Linked DNA regions of Mus musculus: regions 1, 2, 3, 4, 5 and 7 are each linked to region 6. Evidence: chromatin contacts called from public HiChIP or PLAC-seq and promoter capture Hi-C data. All regions are on one chromosome and are shown on one strand. The core of a region is the stretch at or near the end of the contact, and the rest is flanking DNA. Distances in the headings are between cores, read along the strand shown. Region 1 holds the start of Arid2 (AT rich interactive domain 2 (ARID, RFX-like)). Region 2 overlaps Ano6 (anoctamin 6). Region 3 overlaps Yaf2 (YY1 associated factor 2). Region 4 holds the start of Yaf2 (YY1 associated factor 2). Region 5 holds the start of 4833422M21Rik (RIKEN cDNA 4833422M21 gene). Region 6 holds the start of Twf1 (twinfilin actin binding protein 1). Region 7 overlaps Yaf2 (YY1 associated factor 2).

Region 1 (2,970 bases), core at 250-2,749, 1.7 Mb before region 6:
CCCAATCCAAGAAAAACCTACCCTAACCTGGAAGCTAAATGCCCCTTCTGCAGAGATCTGTAGACACCTAAGGAGCAGTGGGTGTCTGGGGTCGACCCACGAGAGTTACTAAGCCAGGGCTGCTTGAATCACTATGTTTTCATCAGAGAGCCCTGTATTTAGCAGCACTTGTTTTGTTTTGGGGGGGGGTTGGTGGGTTTGTTTTGTTTTTGAAGCCCGGACAATAACCAATCGCAAGTCCCTCTGTCGCCCCCTTTTAAATCTCAACGCGGTCCGTTTGCAGTAAAGAAAAAAAAAAAAAAAAGTTCAAAAGGATCAATACTGCTCCGGACAGCGACGTCCGCGAGCTCTGGGGGGGCCGGGGCCGGGGCCGACTCCGATCCCTCTCCCAGATCTATCCATCTCCATAGGCCCTTCTTTGAGGCCTACAGCTTCTGCCTAGCCTTGAAGCCTAAGATGGCTATTTGCAGACAGGTCCTGCTTTCTTTTGTTAGCTGTAGAAAGCCAGGGCGAGCGGGCCGAGGCTGTGCCCCCGGCCGCCGGGATCATTTCGCAGCCGATTATCGATGTTAAACCTGCCCGCGCTAATTTTGAGTTGCACGAAAACTGCTCAGAGTCTGTGTGTCTCTGTGTCTCCGCCTGTGCTAGAGCGGCAGCGGCGGCGGCGGCAGCGCTGACTCGCGGGCGGGCGGGCGGGCCGCGGGCTCGGCGGGCGGCGGGCGAGCACTCCACTCGCCCGCGCTCCCCGCCGCGCCGCTCAGACCCCGCGGGGCCGGCCGGACACCGGGCAGGGCGCTCCCCGCCGCCGGGCCGCACCGCCCGCCCAAGCCCCGCGCCCGCCGCGCGCACGCGAGCCACCAGGCCGAAAACAGCCCCGCCGCCGGCCGCCTCCGTGGGCCACCGGCTGCGAGCGCCGAGAACGCCGTGTGTCCCGCCGATCGCCCCCCCGACCCCGGGCGCCTGCTCCCGGGTCGGAGCAGACTTTTCCGAGCAGGCCAGCGAGAGGGAAATACAAATTAAAACTTCCACTCACCTTCGCGAATCCGCCTAAAGTAGTGACTCTGGTGTAGAGCCCGTGAAGATCCAGCTCCTTCCCACCCACCGCAGGGATCTTCTTAAACGGCGACCTGCGGGCGACAGAAAGCCCCGCACTTGTCACCGGGACCCCGCGCCCGCGGCGGGCCCCCGTTCGCCCCGGCTCGCCCCGGCGCTGCCCCCCCGGTCCTGCTCTCACCCTCTGCTGTGGTGGAACTGCCGCAGCTCGTCCAGGAAAGCCAGTCCCTTCCTCCGCTCGTCCGGAGGCGCCTTCCCCGTCGAGTTTGCCATTATTTTGCCAAAGGAGGTCTCCCGAAAAAACCCAGATCGCGGTTCAAACGCGGCCCCCGCTCCCCGCGCTCCCTACCAGCGCCCGGAGCCCATTCCTCGGCCGGCGGTGGCGGGGCTCAGTCATGGGCCGGCGGTGGCGGCGGCGGCGGCGGCGGCGGCGGCGGCGGCGGCGCAGGGAGGGAGGAGGGAGGGGGAGGAGGCGAGGAGGAGGGGAAGGAGGGAGCGGGAGGCCAGGGGGAGCGCAGGGCCGGAGGGAGGGGAATTTCTAAAAAAGTTTAAAGAAACGGGAGCGAAACTAGAGGGGCAGGCGACGGGCGGCCGGGCGCGGAGCCGCGGGGCGAGCGCGGCCCCCACCCTGCCTCGCCGCCTCCCGCGGCCCGGCTCTGGGCCGCCTCTCAGCGCCGCCGGCCCTGGCGGCTCGGCCCGGGGACGCGATTCAACATGGTGCTGCGGCCGGGGGGCGCACGAGCCGACCGGGGGCCGGGCGAGCCGAGGCGAGGGGCCCGGGCGGCCGCAGGCCTGGGAGTTGCGGCGGCGGCGGCGGCGGCGGCGGCGCGGCGGGGCCGGGGCAGGCGGGGCCGCGTGGGGAGGGGGAGGTCTGTGTGGTGGCTTGTGGAGAGCGGGGTGACAGCGTGGATCCGGGCCGCGGCTCCGCGGGGCCCTCGCACACATTCACGCGCGGCGGCGGCGGCGGCGGCCCGGGCGTCCCCGGGCACAGGCTCCGGCGGCAGCCGAGCCGCTGCGCGCCGCCCGCCGGCCTGCCTGCCTGCCCGCCAGCCTCCCGTTCTCTGCTGCCGCCGCCACGGCCGGGCCGCCAGCGCCGCACAGCGCCCCCCGAGGGCCGGCCGCGGCACTGCGCCTGGCTCCACACGGTCGCGGCGGCTCCTCGCGGGGAACAATAGACTCGGCTCGCCCGGCTTAGGGTTCATCTGCAATGTGCAGCACATTTCACACGCACACAAAGCGGGCGGAAAGGGGGGCGGCGCGGGGAAACGGCCACTACCGGTTGTTCCGGGCTTAGGGGTGGAGGCGATGTTCGCGTCCCCGGCGGCGCCCGCCGGGCCTCCGGCCACACTGAGAAGCAGGCTCGCTCGGCGCAGCCCCGGCGGCCGCGGACGAGTCCGCTCGCCCCCTCTGGAGACGTTGCTAGCGGGAGGCGTTGGCCTCCGGGCTTCATCGTGCTAGCACGAAGCCCGCCGAGCACATGGTCCATGATGGGGCCGTAAACTCACTTTGACAAACTGTAGGATCGAATAGGCTGGAAACTGCCTGCCCTACTTTTGTGGAGCTAGAGTAAGGCTTTTCACTCGTCCTCCCTTTTTTGGTCGGTTTGGTGCACCGAACCCGGAGGTACGCAAACGGTAATCGCGCCTGTTGGGAAATAACCTCCCAACTTTGAGAATAACACTGCTTAGGTCTTTTTTTGCACTAGTATCTGAAAAAGAGGGCAAAATGTTTTTCCCTTTCAGTTTAAAAAAAAAGAAAATGTGTACATAGGGAATTCAAAATTTGTATCTTTTTTTTTTTTTAGTACCACTTAAATTTGCATTTACCCGGGTGTTGGAGCCCTCCCCGGTCTGCAAATGTGGAGAGCCTCATGCTTCTCCTTTGGTCTACTAGGATTCCCATTTTAGAGACAGCCAC
Region 2 (2,915 bases), core at 312-2,811, 1.2 Mb before region 6:
CAGCAAGGGCAGTCAGAAGCCGGCGTGAACGAGGAACATGGTACAAGTCAGAAGGTTTGGGAACCAAGAGTTAAAGAGGGAGCAGGCGAGAAAGAGAATCATGGGATGAAACATACAGGGCGGTGGCTTTATCCTCTGGAAGATGGCTTTGCTCGTTTCTTGTTTTTACTTAGTAAAGTAATGGAAAGAATAAATAAGCAATCTCGACCTCACTGTACGTAGATGAGCACCAGCCTTTCGTCTTTATGTACTTTATAAACATGCACACCTGCACATGTGACGAGTGGTGTTTCTATCTTACTAAAATGTCTTATGTTTGCTATGTACCAGACCCTGTGCTGAATATGAAATCATTTAATGACCACTATTAATCATGATCCTTTTGAAAGATAATTATGGTTTTACCACTGTGAACAGACACCATGACCAAGGCAACTCTTATAAGGACAACATTTAATCGGGGCTGGCTTACAGGTGCAGAGGTTCAGTCCATTATCATCAAGACTGGAACATGGCGGCATCCAGGCAGGCATGGTGCAGGAGGAGCTGAAAGTTCTACATCTTCACCTGAAGGCTGCTACCACAACACTGACTTCCAGGCAGCTAGGATGAGGGTCTTAAAGCCCATGCCCACAGTGACACACCTACTCCAACCATGCCACACCTCCTAAGAGTGCCACTCCCTGAGCCAAGCATACACAAACCATCATAATGGGTGATGCTTGGCACTAAGACCATATAATTCACATGCAGCTGAACCAAGCAGAGTTTAACAGTTTTCATCTCAAAACTCCCTTCCTTCCTTCCTTCCTTCCTTCCTTCCTTCCTTTCTCTTCTTTTCTTTTCTTTCTTTTCTTTCTTTCTTTTTTTTCCCACTTGCTTGATTTATAGAAAAAAATTAATTTATTTTTCCAGTTTTCTGAGAGGTGTCCCTTTGGGATCCTGATTAGCACGCTAATAACCCTGGGACGTGAGCTCTTGCTTACATCATTCTCCCACACAAGTCTGTTCATGTTCTCAGGACAATCTGTCCTTCTCCTCCCAAAAGACCTGGAGGGTGACATTTCATATACCTGCTCTGGACAAATAAATCTGAAAATGGAGTGGAAAGGGGTGCCATTTGGGAAGACTAGGTCAGCAAAACGAGATGCAAACAACGATGTCGTCCCTCTGCGGGCCTAGAAACATGTGGTCGCTTGGAGCAAGCCAGGAGCCTGGCTGAGAAACCAGAGAAGGAAGAATTAAAGGGATCTGGTGTTCCGCTGAGAGCACCAAGCGGTGTGAAGGTATGAGGAGGAAGAGGAAATGGAACACTGTAAGGGGACAGTGAGTGCCTTAGAGAGAACCAGCGGGGATGTGTGGCTGAAGGAGTGAAGGTAATAGGCTGCACTGTGAGCAGTCAGTCACCAAATGCTTATCGGAAGCCCGGGATCCTGGGGCAGAAGGAATGGGGCCACAGGAGAACAGACAGGGAGTCCTGATGTACCCTAGAGCAGGGATGTGCACAGCATTGCCCTGTGGGTCAAAATGGGCTTCCGCGTCCAGCTCATCACAGGGCTAGGACCAGTCTGAGGTCCCTGAGGAACTTCCGGGAGCTGCTTGCGGGGTGTGGGGGAGCCTCCCAGCCTGCACAGAGGGCGAGACTGGCAGGTTCTCACTCTTGGGCACCACAGATGCCTTGGAAGAGCTAGGAACCTCCCAGAGTGTGGGCCCGCGGTTGGACTCTGGCCCAGGGCGAAGAGAAAAAGGCAGGAGAGGGCTCCAGCTGGTTACCACAGGGACAAGAGTCCTAGGCTTGTTCGGTGGCTCAGTTGAGTTGGCTGGAGAGCGCAGGCAGGGCTCTGTTCCATTGCGCCAGCATGACAGATCCCGATGAGAAGAGGCAGTCCATGGTTTTAAGGCGTTTATTTTTGTTGTTTTGTTTTGTTTTCGAGACAGGGTTTCTCTGTGTAGCCCTGGCTGTCCTAGAACTCACTTTGTAGACCAGGCTGGCCTCGAACTCAGAAATCCACCTGCCTCTGCCTCCCAAGTGCTAGGATTAAAGGCGTGCACCACCACGCCCAGCTTAAGGCGGTTATTGTATAAAGGCAGAGAGAGGGAGAAGAGTAGAGAAGCAGAGGAGGGCCGTGGCCACGTGGAGAGAGGGGGAAGGGAAGGCGGAGTGAGGGGGAGCAAGAGGGCAAGAGTAAGAGAGGCAGGAGCAAGAGAGAAAGAGAGTAAGAGCAAGAGAGGTGGGAGGGGATAAGCAGTCCCTTTTGTAGTGGGTTGGGCCTACTTGGTTGTTGCCAGGTAACTGTAGGGGTGGAGTCCAGACAGAATACCAGGAGCTTGGGGCATCGCCTACATGACTGATGGCCACACACCTGCCCCCCACCCCACCCACACACACACACACACCCCACCCCCACCCCCCCCACCCCCCCCCACCCCCCCCGCTGTGGGAGGCTGTAGCTGCTACAGGAACCAGGGTCCCAGGGGTCATGGCCAAACACCTGCTGTCCCTTGTAGGTGGAAGTCACCACCCACCAGGTCACAGGGTTCAAGACCTGTGCTCAACAGGGGATCAGGCTGTCTGTGCCCAGCTCATGGCCCCACATTGCCCCTAGAGAATAGGCATGGTAGAGCCAGGGCAGACAGGGCACAAATTCAATTTGAATTAAGTCAGTGGAGCCAAGGAAGGAGAAAGGCCAACCAAGAGGAGAAATGGAGGGTCACTTTGAGCCTATTCTGCCTTTGGACTTCCCAAAAAGAATAATTTTCTCTTTTTCTTTTTTTTTTTTTTTTTTTTTTTTTGGTTTTCTTGAGACAGGATTTCTCTATATAGCCCTGGCTGTCCTGGAACTCACTCTGTAGACCAGGCTGTCCTCGAACTCAGATATCTGCCTGCCTCTGCCTCCTGAGTGTTGGGATTAAAG
Region 3 (2,700 bases), core at 187-2,686, 1.3 Mb after region 6:
CTCAACGTGGCCTCAGACTAATGGTGATTCTTCTGCCTAGGCCTCAAGAGTGTGGGATTACAGGCAAAACACCACGCCTGGGTTTTATGTTATTTGAGAGAGTTTGTTTGTCTACCCAAAAAAGCGGCTTAAACAAAGGATCCTCCTGCGTCTTGATTATTGGGATAAGTGTGCTTCACCATGCCCAGCTAGCTACCACATGCTGTTTTTCTGTTTGTTCGGTTTTTTGTTTGTTTGTTTTTTCTTTTTGAGACAGAGTCTTTCTGTGTAGCTGGGGATGCCCTGAAACTCCTTTGTGGACCAGGCTGGCCTTGAATTTATAGAGATTGGCCTATCTGGCTTTAGCTACCTCATTTTCTCATTTGAATCTGGGATTTATTTATTTATTTTTACAGTTCAGATTGAGTCTGTGATGAAATGTTTGGTCCTGTTTTGAATACTGAGGAGTCAGTTTTGGTTGATGCATATTATAATCGTAGAGTTTAAGGTTCTCTTATTGAGCAGAGCACCCTGACCTCTAGAATTAGAAGTATAATCTGCTTGGAAGGCTTATGGCTTAGTGGGAGAACATTGGCTAATGTGTGAGGTCTTGCTTCAAGTCCTGTTGGCGCACACAGAGAACTACTCCGTTGTAGTTGAGTTTATGCAACAGCAGCAGCGCCGTGTAACTTTCACTCCGAATGCACGTTAGCCTGTTGGGTCTGTGAGAATACTGTGCATGTGCCTAATGCTCTTACTGTTAAATGAATTTAATTATATTTTAAGTTTAGAACTCATATCTAAATGGAGTCAATATTTGCTTTAAATAAAAAATTGGATATTGCTTTATTTGGAATGATGCCTTTTAGCTCTAAAAATGTTTATATAATTGCTCTTGTAACCCATGTAATACATGTAAATTCTTTGTTCAGTGTGCTCCCCATTCTTCAGTGACTTGACTTTACGGGAGAGTCTGTAACTAAAAATACTGATTTAGATGACTCTTAAAAATAGTAAACTGAGCTTGGTGTGGTAGTGTACGCTTTAAATTCAGGCGCTTGGGAGGCGGAGGCAGATGGATCTCTTGAGTCCAAAGCTAGCCTGGTCTACAGAATGAGCCCAGGATATCCAGGGATACACAGAGAAATTCTGTCTCAAACAAACTAAAACCAAACAACAGCCCTAATCTGTACATTACAATTCAAAACAGAGATCTGCTGTCTGTTTCAATAACAAATCCATGAAGGTGGATACTGGAGGAAGAAAAGAGGCTTGCTGAGTTCAGCTTGGTAGACTATGTCCAGCTTCTGGAAAGAGCGCAGTCCCTGTGGTGGAGCAGGCACAGAGCAGGCCACATAGCAGGGCAGGGAAGAAAGCCCAGCAAGCTTAGACTTCCTGCTTTGATAAGGGCTTACCCTTGTCCTAGTTCCCTGCCCTGCTGTGTCCCTGTGCTCAGCACTCAGTGTCACCACAGTGAAGACAGATGTGTGGTGAGACACACTGGAGTACACCTGGTGCCTGGAGTACCCAGATTGAATGAACTAGTCACTTAAAATTGAAATCATTCATGATGATTATACTTTAGACTTAGAAAATGGATATAATTTACCCAGAGAAATGCGCATGATAAAATTAAGTGTGAATCTAGCAAAAATTTTAGCAAGCTACTCTAAGAGACTTTGCTATTTGTGCCATGTACTAGATACTTCATAACAGTATTAAGATACAAGATCTTCATAATCTAAATTTGTTTCTGTGGAGAAGTGACTTTATATTGTTTTAGTCTTCCTTAAGTTTTAGATGAGACAGGGAAACTTAGAAGCTTTGTTTAGTTTATTTCCACGGAGTAAAGAAGAGTGAGGCCACAGGGATCTTGCCGGCTGGCGCAGGGGGCTGGCGCAGGGGGCTCAGGTGGCCGGGGGTTGCTTAGCCCTAGGTTCAGTCCCCACGTGAAGTCTAATGATTGCTAGCCCACCATATTAGTTGTGTAAATTTTAGTATAAAATTTACAGGGCTGGAGAGATGGCTCAGCGGTTAAGATCACTAGCTGCTCTTCCAAAGGACCCAGGTTCAAATCTCAGCACCCACATGACAGTTCACAAGTGTATTTCCAGTTCCAGGGGATATGACACTCCCCACAGACATATATGGAGACAAAATACCAATGTAAATAAAATTTAAAAAATAATTTAAAAAAATTCACACGGTGGCCTGACAATCCTGAGAAATGGCAGATTTTCAACAACAGTTTATTGTTATACTAATATTACAAAATAATGGTGATATTTCAGTGAAATGCAAGTTTCACAGCTAATTTTTGTTGTTAAAATACATCTGCCATGGGCTAGAGAGATGGCTCAGCGGTTAAGAGCACTGACTACTCTTCTAGAGGTTCTGAGTTCAAATCCCAGCAACCACATGGTGACTCACAACCATCTGTAATGAGATCTGATGCCCTTTTCTGGTATGTCTGAAGTCAGCTACAGTGTACTTACATATAATAAATAAATAAATCTTAGAAAATACATCTGTTGTTATATTGGACATTTACAAATGAAATCTGTATTTTCCTTGTATTTCTGACTATGTCAGTCACATTTTTATCCATTTTTCTTTTGGTGAGTAAATGTTTAGCTCTGTGATGCATTCACATCTGTTTTTCCTGTAGCGCTACCTGAGTTAATAATCTCAAGTAAAATGAAATAATCTTCTTACTCTGAT
Region 4 (3,102 bases), core at 506-3,005, 1.3 Mb after region 6:
AAAAAACTGTAACTCTAGTTCCAGGGGACTCAACACCATCACACGCACGCAGTCATACATGGAGGAGAAACACCGATGCCTATATAAGGAGAGAGAGAGAGAGAGAGATCATTAATGTAGGTGCTAATCCAATGAGTGACGTCCTTATAAGAGAGCATGGCATAGGCAGAAGTGATAAAAAGAGATTAGGATACAGGCACTCACATACAAAGATGTCCCTTTGAAGGTGGGACCTAGGTAGATGGCTATCTGCAAGCAAAGTGGAGCCTTGGATGAAAGCAGCCCTGACATCTTTATCTTCTACTCGGAGCCTCCAGTATTATGGGAAAAAACATTTCCATTGCATAAACCACTCAGCCTCTTTTATCTTGGAAAATTAACGCAACCTCTAATATATAACTTTTACACTCAACTAAGTCAGACTCTCTATTCTGCAAAAATAAAGTAATACTAAGCACCCAAGCAAACCCCACATAAAACAATCTTTTAAATGCTTTTCCAAATTTCTAGTAACTCAGTGCCTTGTGCAAGTGCTCCATCTCTGAGCTGTATACTCCCACCCGTTCTGCTATAATTCATTTTGACTTTCTTTTCTCAGAAGCTTGAAGCCTATTTCCCTCTTAATTACCCCAATTAATATCATATTCCCAATGATAAAAAGGAGAGCATCCTCCAGTTTGGTTATTAACTCTTGTTTGGTAAGTAACACATCAATACAGTAGTCTCCCTTTTGCTGGAGTTTTGCTTTCCTGTTTCAATTACCCACAGACGATATAGTTCAAAATATTAAGGACTTCCTAAACAGTTAACTCCTCAAGTTTTTAGTTGCCATCTCACTCTGAGTATCATGATGAAAATTTGCTCCATCCTGCTCTGGCCCAGCTGGATACATTTTCTAAACAACCTTATAGTATCCCAGGAGCCACACAGTCAGATCAACTGTTAAGTACGCAGTGCCTGAACTGGGTCCCCTTCAGTTAGTTAAGCCTGATGCGGAGGCTACAACGCCTCCATCAGCACACCCAAATAAGGCAGAAGAAGGCAGGGCTCCGAGAAGGGATGGATTTCATCTCTCCTTTCTTCAGGGGCAGCTTTCCTGATGACGGTTCACCGACTTGGCATGCTAAAGTCGCCCCTCGATCAGAGGGATGTCAAGCTAACTCTGGTTGTGGGGTACCCGCCAGATCGGCGAGGTGGGAAGCAGAGCTTCAAGGACCAGCGAGATGGCTGTTTGGGTCTAGCAGGCGAGGTGTGTATCCCCGACAGGCTGGAGTAAGGAGACTCGGGGAGGTGGTGTCCAGGGCACAAGCAACCTCGTCTGCCTTACGTAGGCTCACGAGCGTCCGTTTTATAACAAGCCACTGCAGAGCCCCGTGAGGCCAGGAGGACGCCGCTGCAATTAAAACCGGATCAGACCCTGGTTTCGTCACGTTTGAATTATGTAAGCTAGAGCAGGGCACCGAACCTCTCCCGAGCCTCTGGGTCGCTTCCCCAGAAGGAAGGATGACAGTCCCCGCCGCGCCGGGCGCACGCGTGTCTGCGGGCGCCTGCCATCGCGCCCTTCGGGGCGTGCGAGCCACGGCCGGAGCGCTCCGGGGCAGCCAGCGGGCGGGCGAGCTGGAGGGAGGCGGCGCCGCGAACTCGCCGCCGGTGCTGGGCCGCGCTCCCCGCGTTTGAAGTCTCCGGCGCGGCCGCTGGTTGGCCGGCGCGGGTCACGTGCGCGCAGGCAGGAGTTTCCCCGACAGCTGGAGGCTGCGTGGGATCCGGCGGCGGCGGCGGCAGCGGCGGCGGCGACGGCGGCGGCGGCGGCTGCAGCTCGCGGCGCGGCCTTCCCCGCCCCCTCGCCTCCGCGCTTCCGCCGGCCCCTCACCCCGGCGCTGACAGACCGGCGCGCGTCGGCAGCGAGCATGGGCGACAAGAAGAGCCCCACCAGGTAGGGCGCCCGCCGGCGGAGCGCCCGCGGCCCGGGGTCCCGTGGCGTGGCGTGGAGCGGCGCGGCGCGGGGCGCGCGCGTGTGTGTGGGGAGAGGGGGTGCGGCGCGGCGCGGCGGGGCGCGCGGCTGCCCACAATGGGCCGCGATGGCGGCCGGGGTCAGCGGCCGCGCTCCCCTCCCCCGCGCGGCGCCGGGCGGGGCGGGGGTCGCGGGCCGGGCGGGGCGGGGCGCGGGGCCGGGCGCGGCCTGCGGCTGACCCCGCGCTGCGTCGTGTCCGGTTGTGTCCTGCAGGCCGAAGCGGCAGCCGAAGCCCGCCTCGGATGAGGGCTACTGGGACTGCAGTGTCTGCACCTTCCGGAACAGCGCCGAGGCCTTCAAGTGCATGATGTGCGATGTGCGGAAGGGCACCTCCACCCGGTGAGTCCGGCGCGCCCGTGGATCCCCCGCGGGGCCCCCCGCGCGACGCGGGACGGCGGGGCGGCCAGCCAGGCGGCGGCCGCGGTGGGGCGCGACCCGGCTGAGCCGCGGCTGGCGGCGAGGGCTCGGTGGCGGCGGCGGTGGCGCCTGCTGCGGAGGATGAATTATCCATGGGGGTCGCCGGCCGCTGCCGTGCCGTGCCGTTCCATGCGTGGCCGGTGCGGTGCCCCCTCCCCAGCCGGGCGCAGAGACCGTGATCGCTGGTCGCATTGTGGTGTTAGTGTGCGGGGAGGGGGCGGGGACGGGGAGCCGGGGCGGGGGAGGGGACGGAGGAAAGGCCGCGATGTCACTCGGTCCCCCTGGGGAAAAAGTATCGCTTGTAGGATCGTAATGGATTAAACTTTCTTAGTAACGGATGTCCGGAAAGGGTCAGGCCAAGGTTTCGCGTCTGGGTTTTTTTTTGTTGTTGTTCTATTTCTGTAATAATTTTTTACAGTTAAGTAGTTGGTTGGGAGGTGAACCCAGCAACGCAGTTTTACTCCAGTGCCTGGATATTTTTACACAAACGAGATGACATGATCTTTGTCTGTTGCCGGCCCTGGATTTGTTGTATGGTAGGCATATAGTATTATAATTGTCTTTCCAAAAAAAAAAAAAAAAACCATTTAAAAGAGTTAAATTTAGGAAATTCGAACTCAGTAGCATTCTTGATCTGTCTCCACTTGGTCATAGTTCCCTTGGGAAGGCCGCCT
Region 5 (2,700 bases), core at 146-2,645, 1.7 Mb before region 6:
GTTTTTAAGATTTATTTTAAAATTATAATTGTAAACGTGCACATGTGCATTTGTGTATATGTGTGTGTGTGCGTGTGTGCATGTGCCTTCTGAGTCTAGAAGAGGGTATTGGATCCCATGGAGCTGAAATTATAGGCAGTCGTGACTTATGTGGTAAGGGCTGACTTGAGTCTTCTGGAAGAGAAACAATTTTCTTCCTAGCCCCAGAACCTCTCTTAGCCCCAGAAAACATTAATGTTAGAATCAGCCATCACTTGGGACCTTACTCTTAGGAGTATGTGTCAGTCATCCTGTCTGCTTGATTGGATTGAGGTAGCATTTTGTTTAAATCAGAAGGAAAAACAAAGATAGTCAAAAGAACTCAGTCTGCTCTGCTTCACTCTTAGTAAAACATAAAAATGCATGTTTTTTTTTAAAAAAAACATTAAAGAGGGCTCAAAGTATTCTTTCAAAAGACAAAACAAAAACAAAAACAAAAACCCTGAAATGTAGCTTAAATTAGTTTGCCTTTATCTTGTCCTCTTGAGTGCAGCTGGCTCCTCACTGTTGAGTCGCTTCCAGAAAGCTTGCGTTCAAGTGCCTATGACTTGGTTTCGCAAGGAGCGTTTATGCCCTCCTGCACAGCTGTGTGCGTTTAAACCCATTTAAGTGTGAGAGTTATTCTTTTCTCATAGATCTAGGAAAGATTGGGGCGAGGGGGGTCACTGAAAATGACCATTAGTGCCCCAAGGTGATAAACTATGGTTGAATCGACTCCCTGTCCTCTGAGAGAGTCCCTTGGACCCTGAGATCTGAGCAGGAGCTAAGGAAACTGTTAAATTACATTTTATTTAGTATGCAGCCAAGCACAAACTGTTTACAAGTTTCATAATAGGATTTAAAATGTAACTCACATGGATTTTAAGAGAAAGCGCATTTTTTTCTTTTAATTACAAAAGTTGTATGTGTGTGGTTGTTTTGCTTGCATGTATGTCCATGTACCACACACAAGCCTCCTGCCTGAGGTCCAAAGGGGCATCAGAGCTGGACCTGGAGTTACAGATGGTTGTTAAGATACTGTGGGTGCTGGGAATTGAACCTGAGTCCTCCGGTTGAGTGGCCAGTAATGCTGTTGAACCATCTCTCTAGCCTTATGCTTTTTTTCTTCCACCTTTGGGATTAAAAAAAAAAAAGCATAAAAATATAGTATTTGACATTGGCATTAAAACATGTGGACAAAAGGAGTCCATTAGCAGTTGATTTAAAAGAAAAATCTAGCATGCTCATCTGGTTTTGAAAAGATCTGAAAAGTAGATTTCACTGATACTGCCTCCTGACAAAGCAGCACCAGGGCTCCCAGATTTGAAGTCGGAGAATACACGGTATTATTCCGTGTGTTCTTCCCAGCCCCCAGCCTGACACCGCACGCGTTGGGGAGGAGGCGCTTGCCATGCAATACCTATTTAAACTGGGAGAGCTGCGGGAGAGCTGCAGTCATCTGCTGCGGGTCTTTTATTACGTGGCAAGTTTAGAATAACATTTTCAAAACATACAACTTCAAACATCTAAGTCCTCATGAGATGATACAATACGTGGATCTCGAGTGCATCTGTGTGTTTCCCAGAGGCCCGTGCGGGTAAGTCAGTCCGCTCCCAGAGCGTCCCTCGCCATCCTCCCAACAAGGAACAAAACACTTTTAGCAAACCTAATACTCAGATTGGGGCAGAGCTGTTTAAATGCTTTCAGCTTTCTTACTTTGTTGGCTCTTCTCTACGTGAATGTGAGAACTTGGACGCCAAGAACTCTTAAAGCAGGTGTGCCTCTTAGGTTTCCTTCTTGGGGGGCGGGGGGGCTTCTGCAGTCCTGCCTTTCCTTGTACTGTCGGGATTGGAATTGGGGGGCGGGGGGAGGGGCGGGCAGAGAGGAGAAATGCCTCACAAAAGAACTTGAGGAAGAGTTTGTTTTGGCTCCGGGGATAGCCAGGAGAGCTCATCCTGTCAGGAAGTCCCTCAGCAGGAGCTTGAGGCCGCTTGACACTTTGTATCCTGAAAAGAGGGCTGAACCTTGGGCTCACTTTCTCCTCTTTATTCTGGGCAGGACTCCTGGCCACTGGATGGTATGCTCTGCCTTCAGAACGGCTCTTTCCACCGTTCTGAAATGCCCTCCCTCATAGACACCTCAGGTGTGCTCTGCTGACTCTAAATCCAGTCAACTTGTCAAAGATTAACCATCAGAGGTTGGTTGGTTTTTGTTTTGTGATCTCTCTCTCTCTCTCTCTCTCTCTCTCTCTCTCACTCTCTCTCTCTCCCAATGGAGACTGTACCCTCTCAGCTATTCCATTAAGCAGCTGGAGTTTCATTCCACGGGGAAACTGGGCAGGAGTTAAAAATAGATGACTCAGAGAATCCCAAGAAGGCCTAAGGCCACGGTGGTGTTTGAATAGCAACCCCTGAGATACATCAGTAGGTGAGGGCTGTTGGCCAGTTGGAAGCATGGGACCCGTTTTTGTGTGAGGTTCTGAGGCTGGGACAGAATAGAGGGCAGAGGGAAACAGTCTTCAGGGCAGGTGGACACTGACCCTGGCAGTAGCCAGGGCACAGAGAAAGGCTAGCCACTTTGAAGTCGGCAACGACCCTCCAGAATTGTGTAGGTGTCTCACAAAATGTGTGGCAATCAGTATCTGCTCAAGACACCCCAAGATCAAGTTCTCAACACAAAGGA
Region 6 (3,114 bases), core at 171-2,670:
TTGAATATAAAAAAATAAATATATTTATTAGTCCAAGGCTTTAAAATCTAGAGCTAGAGTTCTACTTAGAAAACATACATAAAAATAAACAATAGAATAAACTTTCACAGGGGAATGCATGCCGATAAAAGTGTACAGTGAGAAAGAACGGTAACTCCTGTCTGCTGTTTCCATACAAATGTATTGCATCCAGGTAACTACGAACACACATTTGACTTGAAGCAATCAAAGGCTAACCTAAAGCAAAGCTCTGTTAATGGTTTCCAAGGGTAGAGCTGACCACAGAGAGATATTCAGGTCAGCTCAATGGCTCAGTGGTTTCACACTCAGTTCTTTGGGGGAACCAGAGAAAGGACAATGAGGTCTCTTAAAGTGCTATGAGCTGAAATTTCCAGAAAAAAAAAAAAGCCACCCCAAACCTGTTCAAGACTCAAAAAGGTTGCCTAGCTGATTAGAAGTGCCTGATTGTGTAGGACTGTGGTGTAGGTCCTAAGCTGAATTATCTTGGGCCATCCCAGTTACTAGCCACTTCTGAGTCCATCCTTGGAAATGTACAGACCACTTAGCTTCTCCCATTGAAAGGTTAAAGATGCCCTCTTCAGATAATATCTGAACCAGTAGCAGAAATTTCGCCACTTTGGGTATAGCCCCATGTCCCCACCAAATATATTTTAAAGATGATTTGTGATTTTCTTTTGTTCTGGTACTAAAAAAAAAATTCATAAGTCTGTTACCAAGTTGAAACATGATATTTGGGATGGGGTGTCACCTGAATTAGTGCCTCCTCCCCGCCTGATAGGGCACATATTTGATTTCAGAATAGACTTTTTTTTCTCTTTTTTGAGGTGAGAACAGTGGTTTTGTGTGATAGTGACCAATTGAAAAGTGAACAGCTTGAGATTCAAATCACGGGGAAAATAATGGAGAACTCTACAGTCTCTTATTTTAAAGTGGGCCAGGAGTGGTCTTGAGCCCCATCTTGCTTTGCAAATGTTTAACTGTTTTATCTTTCGCCTTAAAATGGTCTTTTCTTTACAGCAAAGGATATGTCTTTCATGTAGAAAGCGTTTGTTTCGGAAAATGGCCATTTTTCCCTCTAAAGCATTTTGATGAGGTGTGTCGCTGCGGCGTGTGATAGACACACAGCCCACTGCCAGAAGGTGCATCCTGGACAGAAACAGCAGCGGGGGGGGGGGGGGGGGGGGCAAGGGGGGGTGATTGCCGGGAAAGGGCATGGCCAATGGCTTAAGGGGCGGGGCTTGTGACGACAATGAAAGTAGCCAGTGAAAGAACAGGGGGCGGGATCCTAGGCGGGGTCTATGTCGCGCTGGAGAGCGGGGCTGGTGCTGGGGGCGGGGCTGAGAGTCGCGGGCCGATGACGCACAGGCGGAGCCGCTACTTCCTGGATCCGCCGGCCGGGGCCGCTACCGCACCCTGCGCCGGAGCCGGGAGCCTGGGGCCGCCGCCATGTCCCACCAGACAGGCATCCAAGGTAACGGCGCCACGGGGCAGGGGCTCCCGGGAGGCTGCGGGCCGGAACGCTGGAGGCGCGCACGGCATTGGAGCTGCTCTGGGTGCGACGGCCCCGACTGTGTCCCTCGCGGCCCTCCCCGGCGGCCGCCACGTAACAGGCCGGTGGTGGCTGCCAGAGAACCGAGGATGTGAGGATGTCCCGGGCGACCCCGCTGCATCCCGGCCCCCGTGCCGAGAGCAGGAAGACCGAAGCTGGCTGGGCTCCTGCCGCCGGCCAGCCGAGCGACTTTTTCCTCGGGACCCGCCAAAGGAGATTGCTCCAGCACTCAGATCGTTTGAAAACCAAACAGCTCCCACCGCTGTAGGCTGCCTCCCGAACTCCCCGGATTTTTCTCTCAGAACGCGGGTGTGCCTTCCTTCCGGAGAAATCCCGAGTAGGGAGTGTTTTTCCATCTTTGGATGCTTGCACCCCAGGCAGCTGCAAAGTCTGATCTGTGTAGCTGCACCTCATGAACCCCGTGGAGACAGTCGAATGTGCAGTTTACTTGTGTATCTTACTCGCCGTTTATTATTTCCTGGTTGGAAAATAGGCAACTTGGACGTACTCAACCTCCTACGGAATCAAATAATATATCCCGGGGTTATTTAACGAGTTCTAATATAAACTAGAGCACTTCCCGTAATAGTTAACCGAGCCTTTCCCCCGGGTGACCACTTAATAACTTGTTTTGTGTTTTAAGGGTTTTTGACACTACCACTTAATTCTGTGCACATGCAGGCAAAAATAGTCTCCGATCTAACAACACTTAATCTCCCCCGTGTTACTTATGACATTTAAATATATCAAAATTATTGTTTAATGTTTGAGCCTTTTATATAACAAGACATAAATATTAGTCTTGCTTGGCAATCAACAACACAAGACCGAATTTGAAGCAATGATGACTACACAAGGGATAGGTTATTAAATGTTTATTTCCTGGGTGGCTTCTATAACTTTTTACAAAGAGATGCAAGAAAAATGTAAGATCTAGTGTATTTTACAGGTTTTTTCTTTAATCAGTATATGAGATTTGATCCTGTTGTTCTTGATGGACAGATACAGGACATGATTTGATGAAGGAGCACACATCACAAACTTAAAATTGGACTATTAGAAGCAACTTGTTAACATTTTCAAACATGGAGCAATTTGTCTGTTACTGGGTTTGACTGAAAGCATTCACCCTAGTGTTACTTCTGCTACTGAGTTCTGTGGCTAAAATGTTGAAGTTCCTGTACTTCTAAATGCTAGTATTTAGTTTTTGCTCCTCGCCAAGGCCGGTATTTTATGCTTCTGTTTTATAGTAACAATAAGAAGGGCCTGTATGCTCCACATGTTTCTTTAATTTATGTTTTCTTTAGGTGAATACAAACTAAACTACTTCTAGGTTTAAACACTTTTTCCCTTTATCATTTTCCACAGCAAGCGAAGATGTCAAAGAGATCTTTGCCCGAGCCAGAAACGGGAAATACAGACTTCTGAAAATATCTATCGAAAATGGTTAGTTAACAGTTTTAAGATACTCTGTGCCCCTGGAGGGTTAGCTGTTACAGTTTCAGGTTTCCAAGCCTTATGAGTAATTTGAACTATTAATCAGC
Region 7 (2,913 bases), core at 261-2,760, 1.3 Mb after region 6:
AGCTAAGTTGAAAATTCATTCCAAAAAAAAAAAAAAAAAAACCAAAAATTCAACAGTGTGTTAGCAAAATTAAATATGCACTTCAAAACCACAGTCAAGAGTGTGCTCATGGGGATATAGTAGAGATTAAATGAAGGAAATGCTCTTGTTCTATTAGTTTAATGATGATGAATATACTTAAAGTCTCAGAAATCAGAAGTGTGATGGAGAAGAAAGCCAGGGCTCTGGTGGGCTGTTCGTTCAGTAACTCTGTTTAGGAGTAACTTGCCTTGCTGAAGCTGTCCTCACTTTTCTAACTGCCACGTGGGGTCACGCAGCCTCTTCAGTTACCTAATGAAGCTAGCACCCAGCCGCTGTGGTTGTGAGGGTTAGGGAGCCTTCCCTTCCAAGCCCTGCTTGCCAAGCCCCCAGAATGCTCCAGGCAGCTTTAAAGGCTGCTGTTGTTGGGTTGTTAGTTTTCCTTGTCAGCTTGTAGTTATAGTATACACAAACTGCTTCATGAAACAACAAGCACTGATATGAGGGGTACGTGTATGTGTGCATGTGCATTCGTGTGTTGAAGGTGTACGTGTCTGGGTGTGCTTAGAAGTTTGTGCATATATGTATGGAGGCCCAAAGTTGATGTTGAGTGCCTTCCTCAATTGCTCTCTACTTTCCTGGGGGGGAGGGCCAGGATCCCTCACTGAACCAAGACTCTGGCTCTCCTAGGCTAGCCAGCCAGCTTGTCCTGGGCATCCCCAGTCTCTGCCCCCATTCTCTGCTGGGATTACAGGCACTTGCCACAATTACTTGGCTTTTGTGTGGGGTTCTGGGAGTCTTTTAAGTTTTGTTCTTTATATTTTTATGGCAAGCACCTCACCTCCTGAGCTCTGTCCCCACCTAGTCTTTCAGACTGTGATAGACTTAGTTAAGTTATAAGCGGCTGGAAGGGCTGGAGTAGTGAATGGGTGACTAGAGTTGCCGGAAGCAGATATCCTGAGAAGTAAAGGAGGAGAGCTTCATATAAGCTGCTGCATCGCCACCCAAGGAGCCCTTAGGATCAACAGCTTCTGTGTCTTTAAGAGTGAAGCATGGAAGGTGTTTAGTCAACTAGAGAATCAGTTTTATCTAAATACTTTATTTATCTGTAACTAAAACCTTACTACATTAAATGAAACTATCACATAGGGCTCCACATGGTCATCTCTGTGCAAGAACAGAGTCTATGAGGACTCTTTTCCCTGCATATTTTGCCACCCCCTTCCTTTCTCACGTCACTGCTGGCATTTTTTTGTTTTGTTTTGTTTTGTTTTGTTTTTTTGTTTGTTTCTCGACAGGCTTGCTTTTACTTCTACCTGCACATTTATGTTTTTAGTTGTATCAAATTTTGAATTGTTAGTAAAAGCACACTGTATATGATTAGATGATGCACTATGAAGTGTATACTTCTTACATGCAAAATTATCCTCACGTAGTCCCCCTGCATCTGTGCAGAACATGGTGGCTCTGTGTAAGACAGTGAATTTGTCTCAGATGCACTTTTGTATTCTGGCCAGCCTAATTCTAGTGTTCAATCAAAGGTGTCAAGTTCTCTAATGCTGGTGGCTGGCTGGCTCATTGCCGTTTCATATTTAGACATTGTTAGTTTAAACAAAGCATTTATACTTTGGCTCTCTGTGCTAAAGTAATTTTTGCTTAGAAGAATATAGATAGGAAGCAAGAAGGTCACTTAAAACCACAACTTCCTTTTCATCATCTGATCTGGAAGTAGCTTAACTTTACAAAAGTCATGGTGGTTTTTCACCAGCTTTAGAAAGAGAAGCCAGAGCTGGCTTGAACTGGGCATACATAGAATACAAACACACGCTTGTAAACAACAATAGCTTTTCCATCTGATGTAAAAATGTTAGATAGTCTATATAAATTTTGTCATGTAATAATTTGCCTGGCATCATGTTTAAATTATATGTAGATGCAGATAAACAGCCTTTATGATGGCTTGACTTAACAATTTATTGACATGTTGTGGGTTCATCTTCTGTGGCAGCATTGTAAATTGCAAGCACCTAGGTACACATATGGACATATGTATGTCCAGCCCCACACAGCCAAGAAGGAACATGTCTAGTGTAGGGTCTATCCCCAGTGTCCTTGCGTTGACAGTAGTGAGGATTTGAAGTGGACTATTTTCAAGTAATTCATTATAAAACATTTAAAATTATATGTAGCCGGGCGTGGTGGTGCACACCTTTAATCCCATTACTCGGGAAGCAGAGGCAGGCGGATTTCTGAGTTCGAGGTCAGCCTGGTCTACAAAGTGAGTTCCAGGACAGCCATAGCTATACAGAGAAACCCTGTCTTGAAAAACAGACAAACAAACAAATAAAATTATATGCAAAAATCTATTAATTAAAAATGTTAAGATAGATTAAGTTTGTGAAATATAACTCCTGGCTGCAGACTCCTCACTCTGTCAGGTCGAGCCTCCCACAGCCCGAGTCTCCTGGTCTCGAGAGCGGCCCTCTTGAAAAGTCTGTCTTTTTCTTTCAACTAAGTCCTTACAGATTTTCTTGAAAGTGCTTTGTAAATTCTGTGAATCTTTGGGCATGGTAGCTTTGCTCGTCCTGCTTCCTGCTTCCTCTTCTTTAACTGTCCCGCTTCTCAGCATTGCTTACTGAAACTGCCCAGGGACTAGCTTGAAACATCCTCTCTTCAAGAACAGTTTTCTCTGACTTTGAGGTATGGAGGTGTTATTTATGTTTCTTGCCTTTCAAATTTATTCAGCAACTACTTGGACATATACTATGTTAGAAGTCTTTCCTGGGTTCCTCCTGCTTTTTTCTACCTGATTGGATCTCACGGGTTCTAGAAACCACATGACCTTCATTAGGCTCTCTTCAGTTCAGCATCATAGCTTGTATGGAGAAATTTTAA

Evidence for each region. Promoter capture Hi-C pulls out the DNA fragments that hold promoters and counts their contacts. HiChIP or PLAC-seq counts read pairs in DNA pulled down with a chosen protein or histone mark. Capture Hi-C pulls out chosen DNA fragments and counts their contacts.
Region 1: a contact with region 6 is called in a promoter capture Hi-C map of adipose tissue, with 3 times the contacts expected there. The contact joins the promoter of Arid2 here to the promoter of Twf1 in region 6. A contact is called at or near these places in 8 of 39 promoter capture datasets (the 3T3-L1 cell line, the HPC-7 cell line, hematopoietic stem and progenitor cells and 4 more), 2 of 484 Hi-C or Micro-C datasets (the G1E-ER4 cell line and cerebellum), 12 of 115 datasets of contacts at active chromatin or transcription factors (astrocytes, bone marrow-derived dendritic cells, embryonic forebrain and 7 more) and 2 of 9 other capture datasets (adipose tissue and embryonic stem cells).
Region 2: an H3K27ac HiChIP or PLAC-seq map of embryonic stem cells shows a contact between it and region 6, with 5 times the contacts expected there. The contact joins the enhancer-like site here to the promoter of Twf1 in region 6. A contact is called at or near these places in 6 of 39 promoter capture datasets (3T3-L1-derived adipocytes, embryonic stem cells and liver), 5 of 115 datasets of contacts at active chromatin or transcription factors (astrocytes, embryonic stem cells, microglia and 1 more) and 1 of 9 other capture datasets (liver).
Region 3: a contact with region 6 is called in a promoter capture Hi-C map of 3T3-L1-derived adipocytes, with 6 times the contacts expected there. The contact joins the enhancer-like site here to the promoter of Twf1 in region 6. A contact is called at or near these places in 6 of 39 promoter capture datasets (3T3-L1-derived adipocytes, cranial neural crest, liver and 2 more), 3 of 115 datasets of contacts at active chromatin or transcription factors (epiblast stem cells, large pre-B cells and thymic regulatory T cells) and 2 of 9 other capture datasets (embryonic stem cells and liver).
Region 4: a promoter capture Hi-C map of the HPC-7 cell line shows a contact between it and region 6. The contact joins the promoter of Yaf2 here to the promoter of Twf1 in region 6. A contact is called at or near these places in 7 of 39 promoter capture datasets (the C10 cell line, the HPC-7 cell line, cranial neural crest and 4 more), 1 of 15 datasets of contacts at CTCF or cohesin (the NIH/3T3 cell line), 3 of 484 Hi-C or Micro-C datasets (CD4 T cells, forebrain and muscle stem cells), 10 of 115 datasets of contacts at active chromatin or transcription factors (astrocytes, bone marrow-derived dendritic cells, embryonic forebrain and 7 more) and 2 of 9 other capture datasets (embryonic stem cells and liver).
Region 5: a promoter capture Hi-C map of embryonic stem cells shows a contact between it and region 6, with 6 times the contacts expected there. The contact joins the promoter of 4833422M21Rik here to the promoter of Twf1 in region 6. A contact is called at or near these places in 5 of 39 promoter capture datasets (embryonic stem cells, hippocampal neurons and liver) and 2 of 115 datasets of contacts at active chromatin or transcription factors (both in embryonic stem cells).
Region 7: a contact with region 6 is called in an H3K27ac HiChIP or PLAC-seq map of thymic regulatory T cells, with 19 times the contacts expected there. The contact joins the enhancer-like site here to the promoter of Twf1 in region 6. A contact is called at or near these places in 4 of 39 promoter capture datasets (the HPC-7 cell line, cranial neural crest, liver and 1 more), 3 of 115 datasets of contacts at active chromatin or transcription factors (embryonic stem cells, large pre-B cells and thymic regulatory T cells) and 1 of 9 other capture datasets (liver).

The regions. Positions count from the first base shown.
Region 1 is chr15:96,286,051-96,289,020 of GRCm38.p6, reverse strand. Arid2 (AT rich interactive domain 2 (ARID, RFX-like)) reads right to left here and starts at 1,499. Exons shown (of 21, transcript NM_175251.4): 1 at 1,235-1,499; 2 at 1,034-1,127. The coding sequence starts at 1,326. It overlaps Gm38469 (spidroin-2), which reads left to right and starts at 1,623. Exons shown (of 3, transcript XM_011245785.3): 1 at 1,623-2,970. The coding sequence starts at 1,768. The coding sequence ends at 2,511.
Region 2 is chr15:95,819,102-95,822,016 of GRCm38.p6, reverse strand. The region is part of intron 1 of Ano6 (anoctamin 6); the gene reads right to left. Among named protein-coding and RNA genes, the nearest start is that of Gm17546, 9.5 kb to the left of the region's middle. Within about 2 kb of position 1,561, at least 21 of the 459 cell types and tissues checked have an H3K27ac peak or open chromatin away from gene starts, as enhancers often do. A contact at or near this core is called in embryonic stem cells, where this site is marked.
Region 3 is chr15:93,317,672-93,320,371 of GRCm38.p6, reverse strand. The region is part of intron 2 of Yaf2 (YY1 associated factor 2); the gene reads left to right. Among named protein-coding and RNA genes, the nearest start is that of Yaf2, 18 kb to the left of the region's middle. Within about 2 kb of position 1,436, at least 65 of the 459 cell types and tissues checked have an H3K27ac peak or open chromatin away from gene starts, as enhancers often do. A contact at or near this core is called in 3T3-L1-derived adipocytes, epiblast stem cells and liver, where this site is marked.
Region 4 is chr15:93,335,588-93,338,689 of GRCm38.p6, reverse strand. Yaf2 (YY1 associated factor 2) reads left to right here and starts at 1,755. Exons shown (of 4, transcript NM_024189.6): 1 at 1,755-1,933; 2 at 2,225-2,350. The coding sequence starts at 1,908.
Region 5 is chr15:96,253,379-96,256,078 of GRCm38.p6, reverse strand. It overlaps 4833422M21Rik (RIKEN cDNA 4833422M21 gene), which reads left to right and starts at 1,395. Exons shown (of 3, transcript NR_130160.1): 1 at 1,395-1,615; 2 at 2,077-2,215. All of the region lies in intron 1 of Gm38469 (spidroin-2), which reads left to right.
Region 6 is chr15:94,588,130-94,591,243 of GRCm38.p6, reverse strand. Twf1 (twinfilin actin binding protein 1) reads left to right here and starts at 1,420. Exons shown (of 9, transcript NM_008971.4): 1 at 1,420-1,492; 2 at 2,939-3,016. The coding sequence starts at 1,468.
Region 7 is chr15:93,297,173-93,300,085 of GRCm38.p6, reverse strand. The region is part of intron 2 of Yaf2 (YY1 associated factor 2); the gene reads left to right. Among named protein-coding and RNA genes, the nearest start is that of Gxylt1, 23 kb to the right of the region's middle. Within about 2 kb of position 1,510, at least 34 of the 459 cell types and tissues checked have an H3K27ac peak or open chromatin away from gene starts, as enhancers often do. A contact at or near this core is called in the HPC-7 cell line, pre-B cells and thymic regulatory T cells, where this site is marked.